Linked DNA regions of Mus musculus: region 2 is linked to region 1. A link is a contact called in public Hi-C data. All regions are on one chromosome and are shown on one strand. Each heading gives the region's core, a stretch centred on a gene start, on an enhancer-like site or on the middle of the called end of the contact. The rest is flanking DNA. Distances are from core to core; before and after follow the strand shown.

Region 1 (6,413 bases), core at 2,126-4,625:
AACTAAGAATGCTCACACATGTAACACACTATGCATACCTGCCTGCATCATAACTTAGGGTCCAGCTGCAGGAACTCTGGCTAGTTCTCCTCGTCAAGGGTGGAAAGGTTGACCTCACTCATGTCTCCTTGTACCCTCCATGGTCCTCAGAAAGTAAAGAGCCCGCTTTTGTTACTATCAAGCACCTCTTTAAAGACGGGGTCTCATGCAGCCCAGGCTGTCCTCAAACTCATTATATGGCCACAGCTGCTCTTGAACTCCACAGAGTGGAATTACGGTGTGCACGGCTCACCTAACTGACACTAGGCCCGTGAGCGTTATCTGCTCGGGGAAGAACAATCATGTTATGCTGCCTGTCTGTAATGGCCGCTCATGTCATGGACCCAGGATATGGGAATTGGACGGTAGGGAAATAGTCCAAGACATAGTTACTATTTCTCAAGCAATATGGGGTCATTCAGCCTTGGCTTGGGCAACACCGCTTTCCTCATTTGGTAATGGCACAAAGTATTACAAAGGTCAGTGATATTGCATCTCCTTAGGAAACTCTTCCCAAACTACCCTTATTTGCATACACATCTGCTTCCATTTCTCAGTCTAGGGCAAGGCTTTCTGAGATTCGGTCTCTAAATAGGAGCCAAACTCAGTCCTGATATTTCTTAGACTCTGGAAAAAAGTTACAGAGGCTGGAACTGAACGGATAGATAAGGGACGGAGGAACGGCAATAGTTAGACTACTAGGGCAAGGCCTGGTGGTACACGCCAGTAATCCCAGTGCTTATGCAGGCAGACAGATCTCTGTGAGTTAGAGGCCAGCCTGGTCTACATAGTGGAGTAATAGCTGGCTAAGGCTAGATGGTAAGGGTAGTAATATTTTTTAATTAATAAACCCCGTCAGTGGGTTTGCCACCTGCCTCGATGCTTCATGTTCCCGAAAGAAACACACACACACACACACACCTCACACAGCCTTAATTTTAATATGCCTGGGCCACTTTGTAACCTCTACACGGTTAAATCCCCCTCCTGCCAATAGTCCTGAGTTATTACTTACTGAACTCTATATTCTATCTTGACTGCTCTGGACCCAGAGGGCAGCTCAACTGTGTATCTGTCTTTCATTTGGGAACACAAACTGTTGAGGTGGGCGGTCTGTTCCATCCCTGTGCCTTACCAGGCTCACAGCTGGCCACTGCTGGGAACAGAGAAGGTAGTCAGGTTTGCAGAGCCTGGACGAGAAAGGCGAATGGCCTTTCCACTCTGCTGAGGTCAGCCCACCTGACACACCTCTTCTGCCACCGTATGTCAGAGGCAATAGACAGAGAATCAGGTGGCCTCCTGGGACAGAAGTTAGCCCATTTTTTCCATACATAGAAGAGTCTGATTGTCCAAAGACCCAATAAGAATTATAGAAATGCATCAGGGCAGTGTTGGCACACACCTTTAATCCCAGCACTCAGGAAGCAGAGGCAGGTGGATTTCTGAATTCAAGTGCAAGCTGGTCAACAAAGTGAGTTCCAGGACAGCCAGGTCTGTTACAGAGAGGAACCCCATCTCAAAACAAACAACCACAGAAGGAACTACAGAAATGCATTACCAATGAGATGAGAAATCCATTACCAGTGATACCATACATGGCTCAGCAGCAAACAGCATCGTTGTTTGCTCTAGAAATAAAGATGCTTAATTAAAGTCAGGCAACAGGCACATTCCCACAAGGTGGAGGCACATTACTAACTAGTACTTAGTAGAGTACTTAGTGCTTGCTTTAGCGTACACAAAGCCCTTGGGCATTATAGGTATGGAGAGACGACTTACTCCTGCAGAAGACAGGTGACTTGACAAATACGGAGGGGCTCTGAGAGTCTACTCTCAGCCTAGGCTGTCTTAGTTCAGATTGCTATTGCTGTGATGAAACACCGTGACCAAAGCACCTTGGGGAGGACAAGGGTTATGTGACTTCCACTTCCACATCTCAGTTCATCTTAAAAGGAAGTCAAGACAGCAACCCAAACAGGGCAGAAGTCTGGAGCAGGAGCTGATGCAGAGGCCATGCAGGGGTGCTGCTTACTAGCTTGCTCCTCATGGATTGGGCAGCCTGCTTTCTTTTAGAACCCAGGACCACCAGCCCAGGGATGGCCCAACCCACAATGAGCTAGGCCTTCCCTCCAATCAATAATTTTAAAATGCCCTACAAGCTTGCCTACAGTCAGAACTTATGGAGGCATAAAGAGTTCAAGGCCAGCCCAGGCAACATAAGACCCTATCTCCGCACAAAGGAGGGAGGACAGAAAACATCTTGTTCCATGACACGCTTCATTTTACCTTCATTTTAGGACATGTACACAGGATTTACCTCTCCTGCTGTTAATGAAATTGAGCTGTGTCCAAACAATTTAGAGGCAGAAAACAGACAAACGTGGTTTCCTTTGCTTTTACTTAATTAAAATGGTTTTGGACTCAATATAAAGCAGTAAAATTAAGTGTAGACAACACAGTTTATTCTTTGGTGAAGACAGAAGACAGAATTTACCCACCAGATCTGCAATTTCTGGATCTTGTCAGTAGGTGGCAGCATTGTCTATGATTTGGTGGCTGCGTTGCGAGACCACCCAGCCCTCCAGGCTAACAAATCCTTTCTCTTGATGTTTCCCCCACTCGCAAGAGTTCTGCCAGGATCTAAGAGTTGACAACTGGAACATTATTTCCTCCAAACACTGAGACTGGCTTTTTAAATTTTTTTCCTTTTTCACCCTTTGGTATGTATACGTGTGTAGGCATGCATGTGTCTGTGAGTCAGTCTGGACAGCAAGCACCTTTACCTGCTGAGCCATCTCAACAGCCCAAGACTGAATTTTAAAGCACCAGCGAGGTGACTCCTGGCACCGTGTCTCTGGGGTGTTACTGTTTCATGGGGATCCCTGAGTTCTAGCAGCTCTGCTTTGGTGGGCCTGGGGGAAAGTATCAGCTGATTCCTTAAGGCTCCTTCTCGAAAACTGTTGGAGTGCTACGTTTGCCAAGTTTGGCAAGTGGGGAGAAATTTTACAATCATGCATGAAGATAGAGCTAAGCATCCTGTTACTGTGAAAGAAAAATAGAAAAAGAGTTGGGAGTTTACATTTTTGTTCTAATTCACTTTAATTATCAAAGGAATGCAGTATATTCACTGCCCACATGAAGCCGTCTTTGTAGAATCTAAAGGGGCCCGTGAAGCCAGACCCTGATGGGTCTAAGAAGGATGTGAGGTTTCTTGCACGGTGTAAATGCAGAACGTAGACGAGAGAAAGGCAGCCGAAGACAAGCATGCACTCAGAGCCGCGGGGCCACCCTGGCCAGATTCCACATGCTGCAGTGAGGGGTGGGCTGAGGGCGTAGAGGATGGGCTCTTGTCCTCTTGACACTTAGAGTCTCTGAGGTCAGAGAATCAGAGCGTGGGTCTGAGGCAGCTGCTACTGCCATGGGACAAAGGAGGGAAGACTTCTACCAGCCTGTGAGCCGGGTGAGCCCCGATTATTAGCTCAAACATACAGAGCTCTTGTTTTGTTTTGTTTTGTTTTGTTTTGTTTTGTTTTGTTAAGAGAATGAATAAGACAGACCTCTAGTATGCGCTGCGCTTGAGTGTGAAGAACATTGCTATTCCCAGAACTACCAAGAGGACTCTTAGAAAATCATGAAATCTCCCAGGGGAGATTATGGAAACCCGTTATGGAAACCATTGCTGAAATGTGTCTCTGAGTGACTATATAGAACGGAGCCGGGTTTGGAAAGAACAATGCCAGGAAGGGAGTCTGCAGACAAGAGAAAGGTCCCCACATGACTCGGAGGACCGAGGACGCTGGATGACAGGACCCTCACAGCCCTGGGCACGGAGAGGGAGGGAGGGAGGGAGGGGGGCTTTGATGTGCAGCCTCCGACAGCTTCGCTTCTGGCCTTCAGGCTTTATATTTATGTGTTGTCATCTCTCTGTCTCCATCTCCCTCTCCCGCCACCTCCTGTACGTTTTCTCTAGTGAAGGTTTTAAAGAACAGAGTTTTTTCTGTGAATTTCACTTGAGGCAGGAATACTCAGCACTTCAGGCCTGAAATGTCCTGTCCAGAGCCCTGCAGTTGGTACCCAAGGGCCTACATTCAGCAGGTAATGTCAACATGGCTTTAATGCACACAGGGAGAAGCCAGGGCCTTCCAGGGAGGGAGACAGTGTCAGATCCCTCATGGGCCCTCCAGGAGGCAACTGACTCCCACAGCCTGAAATTCCATTTCCTCAATGAAGATGGAGTGTGGCTCTGGGGAGCCCAACAAGACAGAAGCTTATATTTTAGATAACTTTCCCCAGATGTCCACCCAAAGGAACCCCCAGTCCTAATAGCAAGACTATAGACAGAACGTTCTCTTGCCCGCCACCCCCCCCCACCCCCACCCCCCCGCACCCGCCTTCCCTAATCCCTCAGTGCTTCCTTCAAACAGTGTCCATCTGCCCTAAAAAGGGACCCAGCACCAGCCTTCCTTTCTTCCTTCCTTTCTTTGGTTAGCCCTGGCTGTCCTGGAACTTGCTCTGTAGACCAGGCTGGTTTTGAACTCAGAGATTCGTCTGCCTCTGCCTCCCAAATTCTGGGATTAAAGGTGTGTGCCACTACCCCCTGGCTACGTGGGCCTTTCTTGATTTCTCCTTGTGAACTGTGAGCTGTCACAGTGAATTCCAGGCGAGGTGGACATAACCAGAAGCCTAAGCAGACATTAGTCCTACCTCGCACATCCGTGACATCCCAGCCCCAGCTGCTACACTCACCCCACTTCCTCATCTGCCAGGAACTAGCAAGAGAAATCAAGGCACTTGCATGCAAGTCACTGCAAGCTCCTTCCCACCCTTCTACAGGCCCGAAACAGGCTGCTACCACTAATCTGCCCCTGGTTTGCAGCTCATCGGCCTTTGTCCTCTAAGCCCCTGATAATGGTTTTACTAAAATCCCCTTTTGATGGAAAAAGTCCCAGCTGGACATTGCAGGGTCCAGCATAATGTCCACGTCTGCAGGCCCCTCTGCCTACCCCACAAAGGCCTCTAATCAAGTGGAAAATGTGCTGGAGGCGGAGGTCTGGGGCTGCAATTATTTTTTAAGGGATTACTAGAGAAGAATAGAAGCAGCCAGGACCGCCCCCACCTGCTCTCCCCTTGGCCCTGCTTCAGACATATACTGAGTCTCTCAGAGACCAGAGCCACACTCTTCCTTTTCCCTGTGGAGGGGCAGCCACCTCGGAACACCACTGTTGCAGAAATAAAGAGTTTGGGGAAAACTTGCAATTCCCGTTTTGACCCCATTTAAGATCTCATGTATATAACCACTGTCAAACAGGATACTGAGTGTGGGGCGTGAACTCATTCATTAACCTCTAACCCCTGCCCTGTATGCCTAGGGGAGATTTGCCCAGTGCCCAGGCACTGCCAGAGTCTGGAGCACTCACTGGGGCTTTGGAGGGCAAAAGGTCATGTTCCCACCTTGCCTGTTACCCCCTCCCCTCTTTCACACACACATACCGACCATCCCTCACCACTGAGCAAATATCCATCCCACGGCAACGCTTAATCTCAAGGTAATGTGTGGGTAAGATCTGCAATGTCAAGCACTACTTACGGCAGTCTTTGAGAGCACGCACTCCCAAGGGAGTTTGTCTGTATCTCACAGGGCCTTTGCGGGTGTCATTTATACACAAATCACCGAGCATACAATTAATCACAGATTGGTGACAACTCCCAGCCTGGCCTTGAGTCCCTGCCTTCCCCATCAGCCTAGGTAGCTGTTCTCCTTACTAACCCTAGCTCTGGGCCATGGATGCAAAACTGATTGCGGATTTCTAACCCCACTCTGGAATGATCAAGGATCTCACAGTTCATCTGGGAAGCTTCAAAGCCAGCATGGAATTCACACTGAACGTCAAGCTGAGCGGCAACTTCTAGTTCCTTCTCCAAACCTTTGATCAGACACGAAACAATTGATTGGAAAGGAATTTTTGTTCTCATCCGTATCAAATGGCCAGCTGCGGGTGATGGCACACCTGTATCCTAGCGCTTGAGTAGAGGCAGGCATATTGACCTGAGTTTGAGGATGGGCTGGTCTATCAGGTAAGTTTCAGGACAGTCAGGGGTTTGTAGAGGCCATTCCTCAACAACAAGGAGACGTGATCAAAGTAGATCCTCTCATTAGTTTCTGATTGGGGTGCTGGTCTGGAACTCAGGGTCCTGTGCATACCAGTCATGCACCTCGTACTGTCTGGGTTTATGTCAACGTGATATAGGCTGTAGTCATTAGGAAAGAGGGAACCTCAATAGAGAAAATGCCCCCTTAAGGTCTGACTGTAGGCAAGCTTGTAGGGCATTTTAAAATTATTGATTGGAGGGAAGGCCTAGCTCATTGTGGGTTG
Region 2 (6,201 bases), core at 3,534-6,033, 75 kb after region 1:
ATCAAGGTGGGAGCACGGAAGTGTCCAGGCAGGCATGGTGCAGGAGGAGCTGAGAGTTCTACATCTTCATCTGAAGGCTGCTAGCAGAATACTGACTTCCAGGCAGCTAGGATGAGGGTCTGAAAGCCCATGTCCACAGTGACACACCTACTCCAACAAGGCCACAACTCCAAGTAGTGCCACTCCCGGGGCCAAGCATATACAAACCATCACATATACCAAGTACCCTCTGCCCTCTGTGGCTCCCATGGGGAGACAGGGATGTGTGGCTACAATCTTCAGAGATTTGCCAAAGGTGCAAAGGTGCTGAAATGGTGGCCAGGGAGCCTGGGTGAACAGACTGTGGAGGAAGGTGGCCTGAGAAAAGGATGGAGACGCTTACATCAGGAAGTTTTGGGGTTCCAGAGATACAGGGCCATGACTGAGCAGAGGAGATATACAAGCTGAGTTCAGAGGCCAAGTCCAGACAGCCTTGGTGCAAGACCATGGTTTTCAAATTGTCTTTTTAAAAGAGATTCTTATTCCAGTAACATATACATAATATTTAACATTTTGTCCACTCATAATCACACAGTGTGGTGGAGCTAAGTATACCTACAATATCATAGAACCAATTTGAAAGCTGTATCCCAGGCTTGTATTCTCCTCAGTGAAAGTGCTCTACAGCCCAGAGATCTTCCTGTCTCTGCTCCTGAGTTCTGGGATTACAGACAATGTGTATCCCAGGACAGCGGGACCAGGGCACTCTAAATACCAGCTTCCCTTTCTCTCTCCTCCATTCCTGAGTGCCTGGGAGTTTACATTTCCATACTGCACAGAGACATGGCTATAGAGTATTCGTCTTTGTGTGTCTGCCCCTTTCACTGATTATAAAGTCCTCAGGGTTCATTGGCATTACAGTATGTGCAAAACATTTTTAAAATCATTTTTAAGGTGGAAGAAGTGCCACTGTAGGTCATACATAATTCATCTTCTGGTCATTTGTGAATGATGGTACTATAAGTATGGGTAGGCAGGAATCTCTGGGACTTGCCTTCAGTCTTTTGTGGGGCACATAAGACTGGGATTGCTGATGCCCAGGGTGATCCTGGTACTGGTTTGTTTTTGAGGAATCCTCCCAAGCTGCTGCATCCAGAGAGGATGCAAAGACTCTTAGAGGCAGGAGTGGAGGTGCCAAGGCTTGAGACAGGAGATTTAATCTGACACTGTAGGGCAGGTGACCCTCTTTAGGGGCACAGCCGCTCTGAGCCTCACATTCTTCTCTCACTGTGCCTTTAGGCTGACAGGCCAATGACTAAGCAGACATGAAGTATGCTTTATTTATTGTCAGTGTGCAGTGTGGACACCGATCCCCAGAAAGCTCCAATGGACTGGCTTTGTATCTGGTTCCCCACTAGCCCAATGGCAATTCTGTCCTTCTCCTTAAACCTCATAGTAGAGGGGCACATGGACTGATCAAGGATGCTGTGTGTGCTCATCCCTATAGAGGTAGCCATATTAACACCATTCTTCTAACTCTCATCTTAAAGCCCTAAGAGGGCCACCGTAGGAAAATACTAGTCGCATGAAGTGTGCTTAGCATAAGGCATCAAAGACTGTGTCACAGGTGGCTGGGTACAGAGGGCATTCCTTGGTAAGGTGGTGGGTTCTGAGTGATGGGCTGACTGTGTGCTTGGGTTTGGGAGGTGACACAGCGTGGGCTGCAGGGCCAAGACTTATTTTAGTAACTGGAGTTTCCTCCAGTCAGCAATGACTGATGCAAACCTGGAAATAAACATATCTTTAAACAAGCCGGTGAGGGATGAGGGAGAACATAAATAGTGGGGCTCGTTCAGGAAACTCCTCCACCAGTTCAGCCCAGCTGCAAACAGCTGGGACTTATGTACCAGACATCCAGAAGACATTCCTTTGCGGCCCTTCTGGGAGTAGATTTGACCTTGCGATCCTCCCTGGTCCACAACCTAGCGGGGAGGAGAAGTCTGGCCTACAGGCCAGCACCGTTTCCGTCTGTTTCCTGGCCCTGATCACTGTGCACAGAGGAGGAGAAGAAACATTTTTGTTGTGGTGGTGTGGGTGGGTGGGTGGGTGGGTGTGGGTGTGTGCACGTGCGCGTGCTAAGGAAAAAAATGAGGGAAAGAAAATGAGGCAGTTGCTAGGCAAGTGTTCTGTAGGCATGAGATGGGACAGTCTCAAGAAGCCCCATGGCAGGCAGGTGCAGGGTGGGAAGTGGGGGTGGGGTGAGAAGGAGGAAGGGTACAAACAGGGTCTTTTGACCCCTGGATGTTTCTGCTTGGTGCCTTCACAGGCAAGTGGTCATTGTCACTGTGAGCTGTGTCTCCTTTCCAGCTGCCACTCTGAAGAACAGGAATTCACATACATGACCTTAATAGAAGCCCTGGGGAGAGAGAGAGAGAAATCCCATGGGCTATTTATTTACCTACAAATACATGTATTTGGGAAGTGATTCTAAAGGTTAAAAAGAACTCAGCACCACCCAAGCTCCAGACAGATATTCAGGGCTTCAGACTCCAGGCAGTGGTACCCAGTCCTGGGAGAGTTAGGTGGCCACTCCCAAGCTGGACTAGTGGTTTTAACAGCACAGTATGATAATGCTCTGTGCAAGCAGAAAGGGCCAGTTCCCTGAAGACCTGACAAGCCAGAGCAGCAGTGTAGATGGATCCAGGAACTAAGACTCTCTCTCTCCCTCATAGTTCCCATGCTACCAAAAAAAAAAAAAAAAAAAAAAAAAAAAGTAAAAACTTACATTTATTGGTGTGGGTGTGTCTCTTTGGATGTTCTGGATGTATAGGTACACTAGCAAGCAGGTACTCACGGAGGCCAGAAGAGGGCATAAGAAGCCCTGAAGCTGGAGTTACAAGTGAGTGTGAACCACCTGGTATGGATGCTGGGAATTGAACTCTGGTCCTCTGTAAAAGCTGGAAGCACTCTTTTTGGGGGGTTATTTTACTTATTTACATTTCAAATGTTATCCCCTTTCCAGTTTCTCCTACGCAAAGCCCCTACCTCATTCCCCCTACCCCCTGCTTCTATGAGGGTACACCCTCACCCACCCACTCCCTCCTCACTGCCCTGGCATTCCCCTACTTGGGGCATTGAGCCTTCACAGGACCAAGAACCTCCCTTCCCATTAATGCCAGATAAGGCCATCCTCTGCTGCATATGCAGCTGGAGCCATGGGTCCTTCCATGTGTATTCTTTGGTTGGTGGTTTAGTCCCTGGCAGTTCCAGGGAGGTCTGATTGGTTGATATTGTTGGTCTTCCTGTGGGGTTGCAGCTCCTTCAGTCCTTCCCATAATTCCTCCATTGGGTTCCCCGTGGCTGCGAGCATCTGCATCTGTATTGGTCAGGCTCTGGCAGAGCCTCTCAGGAGACAGCTAACCACCAAGCTATCCTTCCAGCTCCTCTAAGGCTGTTTTGAGGTATCATGCTTTCTCATGTCAGAGCTGGGAGGGGCTCGCTCACACTGTGAATAGTGGGGGGGGGGGCGAGGGCATAGAATGGTGGGTACAGTGCTTAGTGCACAAGCACGAGGACTCTAGTTCCATCCCCAGCACCCACAGAAAAGACTGGGTGTTGTATGCACGGGAAATCCCAATGCTGGAAAGGCTGAGGCAACTTAACCAACAAGTCTGCAGCAACAAGGGACCCTGTCTCAAAAGGGATATGAGCATGGCAGACATAGTATATTTTGTTTGGTTTGGTTTGGTTTTTGTTGTTGTTTTCTTTTTCTTTTCTTTTCTTTTCTTTTCTTTTTTTTTTCTTCGAGACAGGGTTTCTCTGTGTAGCCCTCGATGTCCTTGGAGCTCACTCTGTAGACCAGGCTGGCCTCGAACTCAGAAATCCTCCTGCCTCTGCCTCCCAAGTACTGGGATTAAAGGCGTGTACCACCACGCCCGGCTATTGTTTTGCTTTTCAAGGCAAGGTTTCTTTGTGTAGCCTTGGCTTCTCTGGAACTCACTCTGTAGACCAGGCTGGCTTGACCTCGAATTTACAGAGATCCACCTGCCTCTGCCTCCTGAGTGCTGGGATCAAAGGAGCGCACCACCACCTCCCCGCTCACATTTATTTTTAAAGAATAGACCAGAATGGTCCCTATTCCAGGTGCACAGGGAAGGATGTGAGTGAGCCGTCTGCCCAGGCAAGGATGGGAAAGGTGAAATGCCTGCAGATTCAATGACACAAAATCACAGGGACCTAGTAGGGCAGAGATGTCTTTATGAGTTCTGAGTGTTGGAAAGTAAGTGCTAAGACCAGAAGCTGGGCTGAGTGGAACCTGGGCCTGGTAGGGCCATTAAGGGGAGTGTGGAGCAGACTTGGGCTGGAGAGAAGCATGACTCTTGGCCCTATAATGCTCTTCTGGCTACCCTCACCCTGTCCCAAATAGTATAGTCACTGTAGGACTATGTCTTCGTTTCAGTTTCCATCCAAGCAGGGAACTCACCTTCACCCATGCACCTTGTGCAATGCTGAGCACAGCTCCCACACCCGTGGAAGAGGCGCCTTGTCTTTTGAGGTGAATAGAGACAGAATGGGAGCCTACAGAGGTGACGTGTCCCGCTCTGGCAGGCCTGCTGACTGTCTTTCCTGCTCTTTAGGCAATTGTTCCATGGGTGATTTGGGCCTGTTCTGTGTCTCCCTTACCTTGCTGTAAGTCCTTTAGGCCCAACAGAAACTCTATCAGTCAAGGGAACTGTAGGAGGGGAACTAGGAAGAGGCACTGAGGCCCTCGGGCTCCAGCTGGTCTGCCCTTGGTTGACGCTGCGGCTTGCTCCCAGCCTGCCTTTTCCTCCCACGATTCCTCCTGCATTAGCTCAGTGTAGCATTACCCCAAGGAGCACGCCCAAGTTGGCAAGAGTCACACATTAGGCCGTCTGCCTTTTAACCAAGTTTATGATTTAAATCTTGTGCTCTTAACACCTTCTTTGCAAGCCTCGGAGGGAAACAAAAATGTTGACCTTGTTTATTCATTTCCTCCTTAATATGGAGACCCTTGCTTGGCCGACACCTCTTGTGCATGCATCGGCACAGCTGTGCACATACGCTGGGTGCCACGCTGCGCGCACCCGTGCTCAGGAGGACGCTGGTTCTACTGCAATCCCTGGCAAGTTTCCAGGACATCCAAAACCGCCTGAAGACCAACGTTACCTGCACACTGGATTCCACGATGTTGTTCCCTCTCCTCAAGGCAGGTTCAGCTTCTTAGAAACCTCTGTGGGAATTCCTGGGGGCTGGCTGGGAGGCTCAGGGAATTGGAACAGGGGAGGAGAAGAGGCCCCAGATGGTGAGAGCCTCACCCAGGACCATGAGCACCAGGGTCAGAGCCCAGCTGTCTCCCTCCCAGCTGCTTATCAGGACAGACAGGCTCCACCTGTGGCTCACCACCACAGTAGCATTACTAGGAGCTCCATGGGCTGGGGCTGGGGATGGGGGGCGGACAACATCTCCCACCTGACGTCAGGAAGCCGGAGTGAAAGCTGAGCCAACTGCGGGGAATGAACACGTTGGGATAAGAAACTACTGGGAAGTTTCCAGGTAAGCAAGTCCTTTTATTTGCTTGGTAAGCTCAGATCTGTGCATAGGCCTGTGGAGGACCCAGGAGAAAGAACAGTCCTTGTTTACAAGGGTGTGTGGTCAACGAGGAGATGGGAGAAGGAAAGCAGGCTACTTGTCTTGGAAGGAGAGAGGCGGAGATCAAGGCGCCTTACTCTGTGGCTGAAGGGTGAACAGCTATGTTTGCCTAAGGGTGAATACTCTTAAGCATCCTTGCACATTGGAGTCTGCACAGGGAGCTTGGAAACGTTGCAATGGGCTGTCAGCATTGCTGTGGCTAGAACTCCACGATGGGATGGCCTGGCCAGGCCAGATAATCTCACATTGGGTTCCAGGGTCCCTCTGTCTCATTTGTCACAGCAATGGAAAGCCAGAGGAGGCATCCTTGGGTTCCCATCCTTGTAAATGGGGGCAGTGAGGCCCCGATGCTCAGGCATGCCCATTGGCATCTGGGCTTCCTGCTTCCTAAAGCAGAAACAATATGATTGTTGGCATGTAACTCCCTTGGGGGAGGAACTCTGGCCTACACTCAGGGAACTGCAGGAAAGCAGGCCACAGTCACCAGGAGGCAGACTGGGACATATAAGAGGGAAGATGGTGGTGCCCCCTTCCCTTCTCTGGGAAACTTCA

The links. Hi-C and Micro-C count contacts between places; a contact is called where the count stands out from the background.
Region 2: a Hi-C map of uterus shows a contact between it and region 1, with 2.1 times the contacts expected there. The contact joins two enhancer-like sites. A contact is called at or near these places in 4 of 39 promoter capture datasets (embryonic stem cells and stem cell-derived epiblast-like cells), 1 of 15 datasets of contacts at CTCF or cohesin (large pre-B cells), 42 of 484 Hi-C or Micro-C datasets (8-cell embryo, CD8 T cells, the G1E-ER4 cell line and 14 more) and 6 of 115 datasets of contacts at active chromatin or transcription factors (the SCID.adh cell line and embryonic stem cells).

The regions. Positions count from the first base shown.
Region 1 is chr6:119,487,351-119,493,763 of GRCm38.p6, forward strand. All of the region lies in intron 1 of Wnt5b (wingless-type MMTV integration site family, member 5B), which reads right to left. Among named protein-coding and RNA genes, the nearest start is that of Fbxl14, 11 kb to the left of the region's middle. Within about 2 kb of position 3,376, at least 19 of the 459 cell types and tissues checked have an H3K27ac peak or open chromatin away from gene starts, as enhancers often do. A contact at or near this core is called in uterus, where this site is marked.
Region 2 is chr6:119,560,823-119,567,023 of GRCm38.p6, forward strand. No RefSeq gene overlaps it. Among named protein-coding and RNA genes, the nearest start is that of Wnt5b, 20 kb to the left of the region's middle. Within about 2 kb of position 4,784, at least 26 of the 459 cell types and tissues checked have an H3K27ac peak or open chromatin away from gene starts, as enhancers often do. A contact at or near this core is called in uterus, where this site is marked.